2 separate regions of the Sus scrofa genome follow, and region 1 is linked to region 2. A link is a contact called in public Hi-C data. All regions are on one chromosome and are shown on one strand. The core of a region is the stretch at or near the end of the contact, and the rest is flanking DNA. Distances in the headings are between cores, read along the strand shown.

Evidence for each region. A called contact is a pair of places that touch in the nucleus more often than the background predicts.
Region 1: a Hi-C map of liver shows a contact between it and region 2, with 5 times the contacts expected there. The contact joins the promoter of RPS19 here to the promoter of DEDD2 in region 2. A contact is called at or near these places in 1 of 5 promoter capture datasets (liver) and 2 of 47 Hi-C or Micro-C datasets (embryonic fibroblasts and liver).

What each region holds. Positions count from the first base shown.
Region 1 is chr6:50,007,570-50,011,627 of Sscrofa11.1, forward strand. It overlaps RPS19 (40S ribosomal protein S19), which reads right to left and starts at 2,566. Exons shown (of 6, transcript XM_005655906.3): 1 at 2,457-2,566; 2 at 1,945-2,015; 3 at 1,600-1,700. The coding sequence starts at 2,015. DMRTC2 (doublesex- and mab-3-related transcription factor C2) reads right to left here. Exons shown (of 8, transcript XM_021094461.1): 8 at 3,743-4,058. It also overlaps a transcript of LYPD4 not described here.
Region 2 is chr6:49,708,268-49,712,592 of Sscrofa11.1, forward strand. It overlaps DEDD2 (DNA-binding death effector domain-containing protein 2), which reads left to right and starts at 2,681. Exons shown (of 6, transcript XM_013988629.2): 1 at 2,681-2,824; 2 at 3,281-3,783. The coding sequence starts at 3,456. ZNF526 (zinc finger protein 526) reads right to left here and starts at 214. Exons shown (of 3, transcript NM_001267848.1): 1 at 181-214.

The DNA of each region.
Region 1 (4,058 bases), core at 1,316-3,815, 300 kb after region 2:
CCTTGGTGCAGAACCACGACCCTGTGCTGCTAAGGCAGCTGGGTAGAGTGAGGCCAAAGGGAGCTTTGGAAACTCGAAGGGAGACCAGCAGGGCAGGCAGGGGATGCACAGCTAGCACGAGGTGTTGGGGAGGGGCACAGCAACTGTAAGGATGACCAGCAGGCTCACCCAGGTGTGTATTAACCAGGGCTTTCCTGCCATTTTCCCTTAATCTCTCCTTAACTAGAAGAAGTATGAAATGCTGAAAAGGGAAGAGAGCTGCTCGCCAGCCCCTGGCTAAGTGATGATCTGCTGAATTGTGCCACCATCACTAGCTGGCCTCAAGCATGTCACCTAACCTCCCGAACGTCTACTGCAAACCAACTACCACAAGTCCTGCTTGCGAAGTTTTTATTAGATGCAGGTCATACAAAATAAGAATATTGACCTGACTAAATAGGAAAAGCTCTTAAATTCTTTCTCTTCATCTTAAGATCCAAAGCTGCTATGGCCTCTTGGGGCAGGACCAAAGAACACTCAGGACCAGGCAGCCTTGCTTCTTCTCAAGGTGGTCTTGTCCAGGCCCCATCACTACTGACTGCTGTGCCCAAGTGAGTCAACTCAGCTCCTCTTCACCTGCCATATTTTTCTAAAAGCACAAATGTGGGTAAGTGGATTTGCTATCCACCCTACTCCACTCAGATTTCACCTTTTAGTCCTCGGGTCAGGGGCCGTGGCTGAGTCATGCTGGCCCCTGTGCCCAGCCCAGGGCTTAGAAGAGTAGACCACCCATCTACAAAATATTTCTTCCCACATGCTGGGCAATTTGTGCCAAGGCCAACTCTTTGCAAGGCTATTCTGTGCCCCCCCCCACTTCCCAACTCTGCTTTCCATCTATTTCCCACTTGGAGACAAGCTTTGGTCAGGACACGACCACCACTTCAGAGGAAGGCCAAGAGCCCTTAGTGAAGGCCTGTGCAGAGGCAGCTGCCTTGGCACAATCCAGTGCTGAACCCCACCCCCTCTCCCAAAGCAAGCCTCCATGGGGATGGCAGCTTGGAGAAATGCAAAACATTAAAGACAAGTGAGACAGTACTACCACTGTGCAATCACCACTTAAGGCAATTCTTTCAAGCTATTACTGGAGGACTAACAAAGTAAGAGAGAGGAACTGGCAGTCAGTATAGGGTGAGGGTAAGGTTTTCTTCTCTGCACTTGAAAAGTGCCAAGATTTACAGCAAGGAATGACCTGGTCAGATCTCAGAACAATTAGTTAGGAACAACTTGTTAAATACAGAAAAGTAGTCTAGTATGATGATTTGAACATAAGAACATACTCCAGACTTTAAAAGAACAGTGCCGCTCTCTAAAATGAACCATCTCTAGGCAAAATATATAAATTCATTCGCCCCCCCGATTTGCCCCAAGGCTCAGAGAAAAGTACAGATCCTCACACAAAATCTCTTAGTAATGAAGAAAACAGGAATCCAGAATACAAAATTATTGAATGCCACATAAAGCATGAATGAGACTCAAAAGTAACTTCTCAGGGAAATTAAGAGCTTACAGAAGACACCTAGCCTCCCACTCCCCAGCCAAACAAAGGTCCCAGTTCCTCACCAGCTCGTGTGTAGAACCAGTTCTCATCATAGGGAGCGAGTTCTTTATGCTTGGCCAGCTTGACAGTGTCCACCCATTCAGGGACTTTCAGCTTCCCGGACCTCGGAAAAAGGCACAATTCAGTCTCCAAACTCCATCCAATTCCCTCTCCTCAACACTACTTGGGGTAAACAGGAGCCCAAAGTGCCCCCAAATAAAAAGGGACTGAAATTCAATCCAGGCCTCATGGAGAAAGGGTGGATTCAAGAGACCTTCAACAGGCCTTCCCAGCCAGGAGAGAGAGAGCCTGAGGGCTCAGGCAAAGACGATGGCTTCCACTTACTCAACACCAGTCCCCACACTCACTTTTTGAGAAAGGCTGCCAGAGCTCTGACGAACTCCTGCTGGTTCACATCTTTTACAGTAACTCCAGGCATCTGCAAAAAAAGATCAAGTTTTTGAAGGACGATTAGTGGACTGACAGGAGCATAGCCCCAACGCGACCTAAACCGCCGCACTCCCTTCACTTCAGAAGGCCCTACAGGCCGCGGCGCCGGTGAGTCCTAGAGCTCACCGACGCCCACGTTCTCTCTGGGTCGCACGAACACTGCTTACCTGCTTCTTTGTGAAGACGCTGTACGACCCCAGCCCCTGATTCTAGGCCCACCCGGTATTCCCCGCTGCCCCGCCAGGCCCAGCTTCGGTTCCCGGACCGCGCGGATCAGACAAGCCCGGGCTTGCAGCTCGCACGTGGCCGCGGGTCCAGGGGGCGGGGTGGCCCTCGCGCGGGGGCTCCGGAGCCCTCAGGCACAAACTGCGGGCTCGGGAGTCGGGCTCCAACTCCCCACGCCCAACTAGGACCAGAGAACCGGACTTACCGTGCGGCCTCCGCGCTGCCAGCCAGGGGAAAGGGAGCAACGGGGTTTCCCGGGCGCACAAGTCGGGCGACTGTTATCGCGAGAGTTCCGAAAGATCGCGAGAGTGGGATTCGAACGAGCAGCTCCGCCTCTCTCAGGGCAAAAAGGGCTTCGCCTCTGAGACGTGGGAGGGCGTGGTGTGAGGGTGGAGGCTTGTTTCTCCCCGCCCTAGTCCTGAGCTGGAGGGATCTGGCTTTGTTTGCGATGATCGTGGATGGAACGAACGGCGGAGGAGATTGTGTTTCTTGGCAGAAATTATAGGAAGTTGGGTGGGCATGAAAGAGAGAGCAATCGCCGCCGCTGGCGTCCCTGGCGGGATGACCCTTTTTTTGGTAGTGGCTTGGCTGGCCGGAAGTGGGGCTAGTAAGGGCGGAACTGTGACCTGGAGTCCAAGGTGGGGCAGGGGAGAAGTGTGGCCACCACCTTCACTTCTCTGACTAGCAGTACTCGCGAGAGCAGAGACGGAAGCTCCACCCTTCTTAGGGCGGAAACTGCTTCGCCGAGACCTGCGAGAGCGGAGTGGGAAGGAGACACTGGAGGTGAGGAACATATAAGGGCATGGGCAAGGAGGCGGAGTCGAATTCAGCTCTACCTCCTAGTACCAGAATCTTTAGGTTTATCTTGCCCAATTAGATTTATTTACCTGACTGACCGGTGCAGCATTAGTCAGTCCACTTGCCTTTTCAGCGCTTTAGTCACTCCATTAAGGAAAAAAAAAAAAAAATGAAATGGAGACACTGAGATCCCCATTATTTGCCGTCTTTAAAAGTGGCTACTGGAGTTCCCGTCGTGGCGCAGTGGTTAACGAATCTGATTAGGAACCATGAGGTTGCGGGTTCGATCGTTAAAGGATCCGGCGTTGCCGTGAGCTGTGGTGTAGGTTGCAGACGCGGCTCGGAACCTATGTTGCTGTGGCTCTGGCATAGGCCAGTGACTACAGCTCCGATTCGACCCCTAGCCTGGGAACCTCCACATGCTGTGGGAGTGGCCCTAGATAAAGCAAAACAAAACAAAAACAAACAAACAAACAAAAAAGTGACTACTGGAGTTCCGTCGTGGAGCAGTGGCTAATGAATCCGACTAGGAACCATGAGGTTGCGGGTTCGGTCCCTGGACTCACTCAGTGGGTTAAGGATCTGGAGTTGCAGTGAGCTGTGGTGTAGGCTGCCAGCAACAGCTCCGATTCGACCCCTAGCCTGGGAACCTCCATATGCCGCGGGTGCGGCCCTAAAAAGACAAAAAAAAAAAAAAAAAAGAAAAAAAAAGAAAAAAAAAAGAATTAGAGATTACAAAAAAGAACAAGAAAACAGCCAACATTTGAAAATTAAGACGTTTTACAAAGAAATCTAGGCTTCCAGCTTCCACTGAAAAATCAGAAGATATGGCGATACTGAGCCCACGTTCCTGCCTGGCAACAGTGCGGTAGGGCCAAAAGGGAAGCTGCCTCCATAGGTAGGGTATACATTTCTCAGTTTTCTAGGGCTCCTCTGGCCTCCTTTACTTATTGATACGATCCACTTAGCCTTGTAGGTATTTCAGTCTGTGCTCCTCTCTGTCTATACC
Region 2 (4,325 bases), core at 1,431-3,930:
GCAAGAGCTCAATCAACGCTCCAGGGCACAGAGGAAGGAGCGCTCTCGTTTCACTCCGCGCCGCTCCCGCTCTAGCGCAGGCCCCAAAGCTCCTCGACCCCCGGGGTCCCCTTCATTCTCCCTCCGCCCTCTCCGTTCACCCAGCGCTCTCTTCGCCTACCCGCCCCGCGGCGCCCTCACCCGTCTCTCTTGCCTCCTGCAGCCCCCGCCGCTCTTGACACAGACCCTCCGCTCCAGGCGTGAGGGACCCCTCACTATCCACGCCTCCCATTGGGCGGTGCCCTCACCCGTTGCGGCCAATCCGAGCCGAAAGCGGAGGACACGCGCTCTTGCGCCTGCGTGTGGACGCTCAGGCGGAGCTCCGCGAGTTTCTCCACGCACACACCGGGACCTGTGGGCGGGGCTCGGAGCAGCGCCTGCGTAGTTCTCCCTTGCCGCTCCTGACAAGCCTGAAAGTGGAGAGAAGTGGGTGTCATTGGAAAACGAGGGTCCTTAGAGTGGACTGGGTTGTGGAAAACCTTGACAGAAATGTCATTTCATAACTGAAGACTGAGCATCTCTGAGAGCACAGCTTTAGAGTCAACACACTTGGGGTTCTTACCCACCTCTGGGCCTCACTTTAACTCCTCCGTAAAATGGGCTTGGGAGTTCCTGTCCTGGCTCAGCGGGTTAAGAACCTGACCAGTATCCATGAGGATGCGGGTTCGATCCCTGGCCTCACTCAGTGGGTTAAGGATCTGGCGTTGCCATGAGCTGTGGTATAAGTCGAAGAAGTGGCTCAGATCCTGTGTCACTGTGGCATAGGCTGGCAGCTGCATCTCTGATTCAACCTCTAGCCTGGGAACTTCCATATGCTGAGGGTTCGGCCCTAAAAAGCAAAATAATAATAATAATAATAAAATGGTCTTTTTTTTGGTCTTTTTTGCTATTTCTTGGGCCACTCCCGCGGCATATGGAGGTTCCCAGGCTAGGGGTCGAATCAGAGCTGTAGCCACTGGCCTACGCCAGAGCCACAGCAACTCGAGCCACAGCAACGCGGGATCCGAGCCGCGTCTGCAACCTACACCACAGCTCACGGCAACGCCGGATCGTTAACCCACTGAGCAAGGGCAGGGACCGAACCCGCAACCTCATGGTTCCTGGTCGGATTCGTTAACCACTGCGCCACGACGGGAACTCCTAAAATGGTCTTGAATCATATTCACCTCAAAGACGGGTGAAGGGACTGGATGAAATCAAACAGGTAAAAGCACTCAGCATAGGGCCTCCTACACTGTGAATGCTCACTGTAACCACCTAACGTGGACATGGTCCTTCCTAGTTTGTAAAATTGCTTTCCCTTTCCTCTCTCTTGTCAGTTGATTCAATGATATTCAGTTACTAGGGGCCAACTGTGTGTCCAGCCCAAGGCTGAGTTTCAGTAGATGACAGCTGCCACTGGAGAGAGAGGAAGGGACTCTTTAGAGGTCACTGCTGCAGCCCAAGCAGAGCTAGTGCTGAGCTTATGCCAGGTAGAACCCAGCCCTCCCACCTCTCAAGGGGGTGATAATTCCGGGGGTGGGGAACCAGTTGGGGAAGGAGATCTGTTTCAAGGCGTGCCAGCCCTAACTTTGAGTCACATAAGTGGGGGAGGCAGGGCGTGCCATGTGCGCTCAGTCACCAACTTTTTTTTTTTTTTTTTTGGTCTTTTTTGCCACTTCTTGGGTCACTCCTGGGGCATATGGAGGTTCCAAGGCTAGGAGTCGAATCGGAGCTGTAGCCGCTGGCCTACGCCAGAGCTACAGCAACGCGGGATCCGAGCTGCGTCTGCGACCAACACCACAGCTCAGGGCAACGCGGGATCCTTAACCCACTCATCAAGGGCAGAGATCGAACCTGCAACCTCATGGTTCCTAGTCGGATTCGTTAACCACTGAGCCACGATGGGAACTCCAGTCACCAGCTCTTTTGATAGAGACCTCTCTTGCCAGAGTAAAACTCATAGGTGCAGGTTAGAGAGGAGGTATTGGGAATCCCTGTGACCTTGGAGGGTAGAGATTGGAAAAGGTTATAGGAGGGGAGTTTGAGTTGCTGGGAGAGGGCGTGTCTGACTAATGGAATCGTGATGGATGCCATGGGAAGGTGCAGAATGGAGATGGAGGACCCAATTGCAATCAGGAATGAGGTATTTGTTCCTAACATGAGATGCGGGAGTCCTGGTCTTGATCAGGGAAGGAACTTATAGATGGGGGATTTCTGTTGGATGAGGGGAGATTCCGGTTGGGATGGTGAGGTGGCCCAGATGAGATGTAGGTTGTCAACGGAAGTAAGAAGCAGTCTAATAGAGGAGAGTCCAAGTCCCTATCATAAAAGGTCTAGGTGCTACTCTGGAGTCAGGACGGTCGTGATTGTGGTCCTTCGCCATGGGCATCAGGAGCAGTGGTAAAGTAGGAGCCTAGGTCATGATTAGGAGGGAGCTGTAGCCCGTGACATTAGTAGTTTCAACAGGTCGTGACACGGGGGAACAAAGAATCCGTGGCTTATGCCGCGGGCAGAAGCAATCCTGCAAAGGGGTCCCAGAAGCAGCTCAGACGCTGAACAGCTCTCGGTCTGCGCAGGCGCAGCAGAGGCGGTGCAAACGCTCCAGTTGGGGAAGCAGTCCCGGGGGGAGGGGCTTGGAAGCCTCACTGCGCATGCGCCTAGGGGGCGTGTCGGTCGCACCTGCGCGAGTTGGGGGAAGGAGGAGGGGCGAGGTGACGCAGGCGTAATAATAGAGAAGGTGCCAGAAAGATCCAAAACAAGTGGCTGTGGCCATCGCCCAGGAGTCTTCAGACGCCGGAATTCGGTGAGGATCTAGAGAGATCTAAGAGCGACTGGTGGCGGTAGACTGGACCAACCTGGGTGCTGGGGAGAGGGCGGTACCGCCCTTACGGGGCTCTGGGCTCGGGTTCCGACTGCGCTACCCGTGTGGAGCGAAGGACTGCTTTGGTCCGGGCAGAGGGTCACTTTTGGACGGCACCACTTAGGTGGAGCTGTGGGGCTGATCGGACTGTACCACTGGACAGAGTCAAGGGGCATGTCCGGACATTGGTACTCAAAGTCAAAGGGCAGTCGGAAAGGTGCCGTGCGTTGGGTCCCCAGGCTTGTTTCGAATGAATCTCTTGGGTCCGGAGGCTTGTTTGGAACATACCACCCGGGGAGGGGCGTTCGGGCTTGGCCAGCCGGAGTGGTTGGAGGACTAGTGGGGTCTGGCGTCTCGACCTGTTACTAGGGGACCTCGGGCGATACCATTCTCTTGTAGGAAAAGGGGGAGGCTAACACGGCTGGGACTTGAGGGTGGCCCTGCCCGGCGGCACGCAGCAGGAGAGACGCACCGGCGGCAGTGAGGTCCAGGCCCCCGCGTAGCTGACCACAGACCCCGCTGTGTGGGTTCTAGGCCCTCGTTCCGAGCTGGTTCCGCCTCCTCTCCCCCGGGTATGGCGCTGTCCGGGTCGACCCCGGCCCCGAGTTGGGAGGAGGATGAGTGCCTGGACTACTACGGGATGCTGTCGCTTCACCGCATGTTCGAGGTGGTGGGCGGGCAACTGACTGAGTGCGAGCTGGAGCTGCTAGCCTTCCTGCTGGACGAGGTCCCAGGCGCCGCCGGCGGCCTAGCCCGCGCCCGCAGCGGCCTGGAGCTGCTGCTGGAGCTGGAGCGCCGCGGGCAGTGCGACGAGAGCAACCTGCGGCTGCTGGGGCAACTCCTGCGCGTGCTGGCCCGCCACGACTTGCTGCCGCACCTGGCGCGCAAGCGGCGCCGGCCAGGTATGGTTGACTGGGCGGGTGACACACTTCCGGTGGGGAGAGGGCCTTGCTGCCAGATGTGGGGAGTGCCATATCGGACAATGTACATCCCATCTCACGCTTTCCTCCCCCTTGGGTATCAAAGAGAAACATAAGCGGGAGGAGGCATGGCATTGGGAGGGGTGAGCTTGTGGAGTTTGGCCGCATCAATATCAGTGTTTGTGGCCACTGTTCACGGAAGGTTTATTTCATGCCAGGCACAGCGGTCAGCCCTTCTTATATATGTACTGTTACCTTATATCCTATTGGTAATCCTAAGAGGAAGTCCTGTCACTGTTCCCACTGTATAGGGAAAACGGGTTCAGAAGAGTTAAGCAGCTTGCCTACATAAAATAATTAAATTCTGTGCGCCTAGAGAATGGGGAAGAGGGGACAGGAGATACAGCGTGACGTGGCTGACAAAAGTGTTTGTTCTATGAGGCTTACATTTAGTAGGGGTTTCAGACTTTAAGACAAATGAAGGATTTACTTTTTAGATGTGTTTATAGGAAGACTGAAACAAA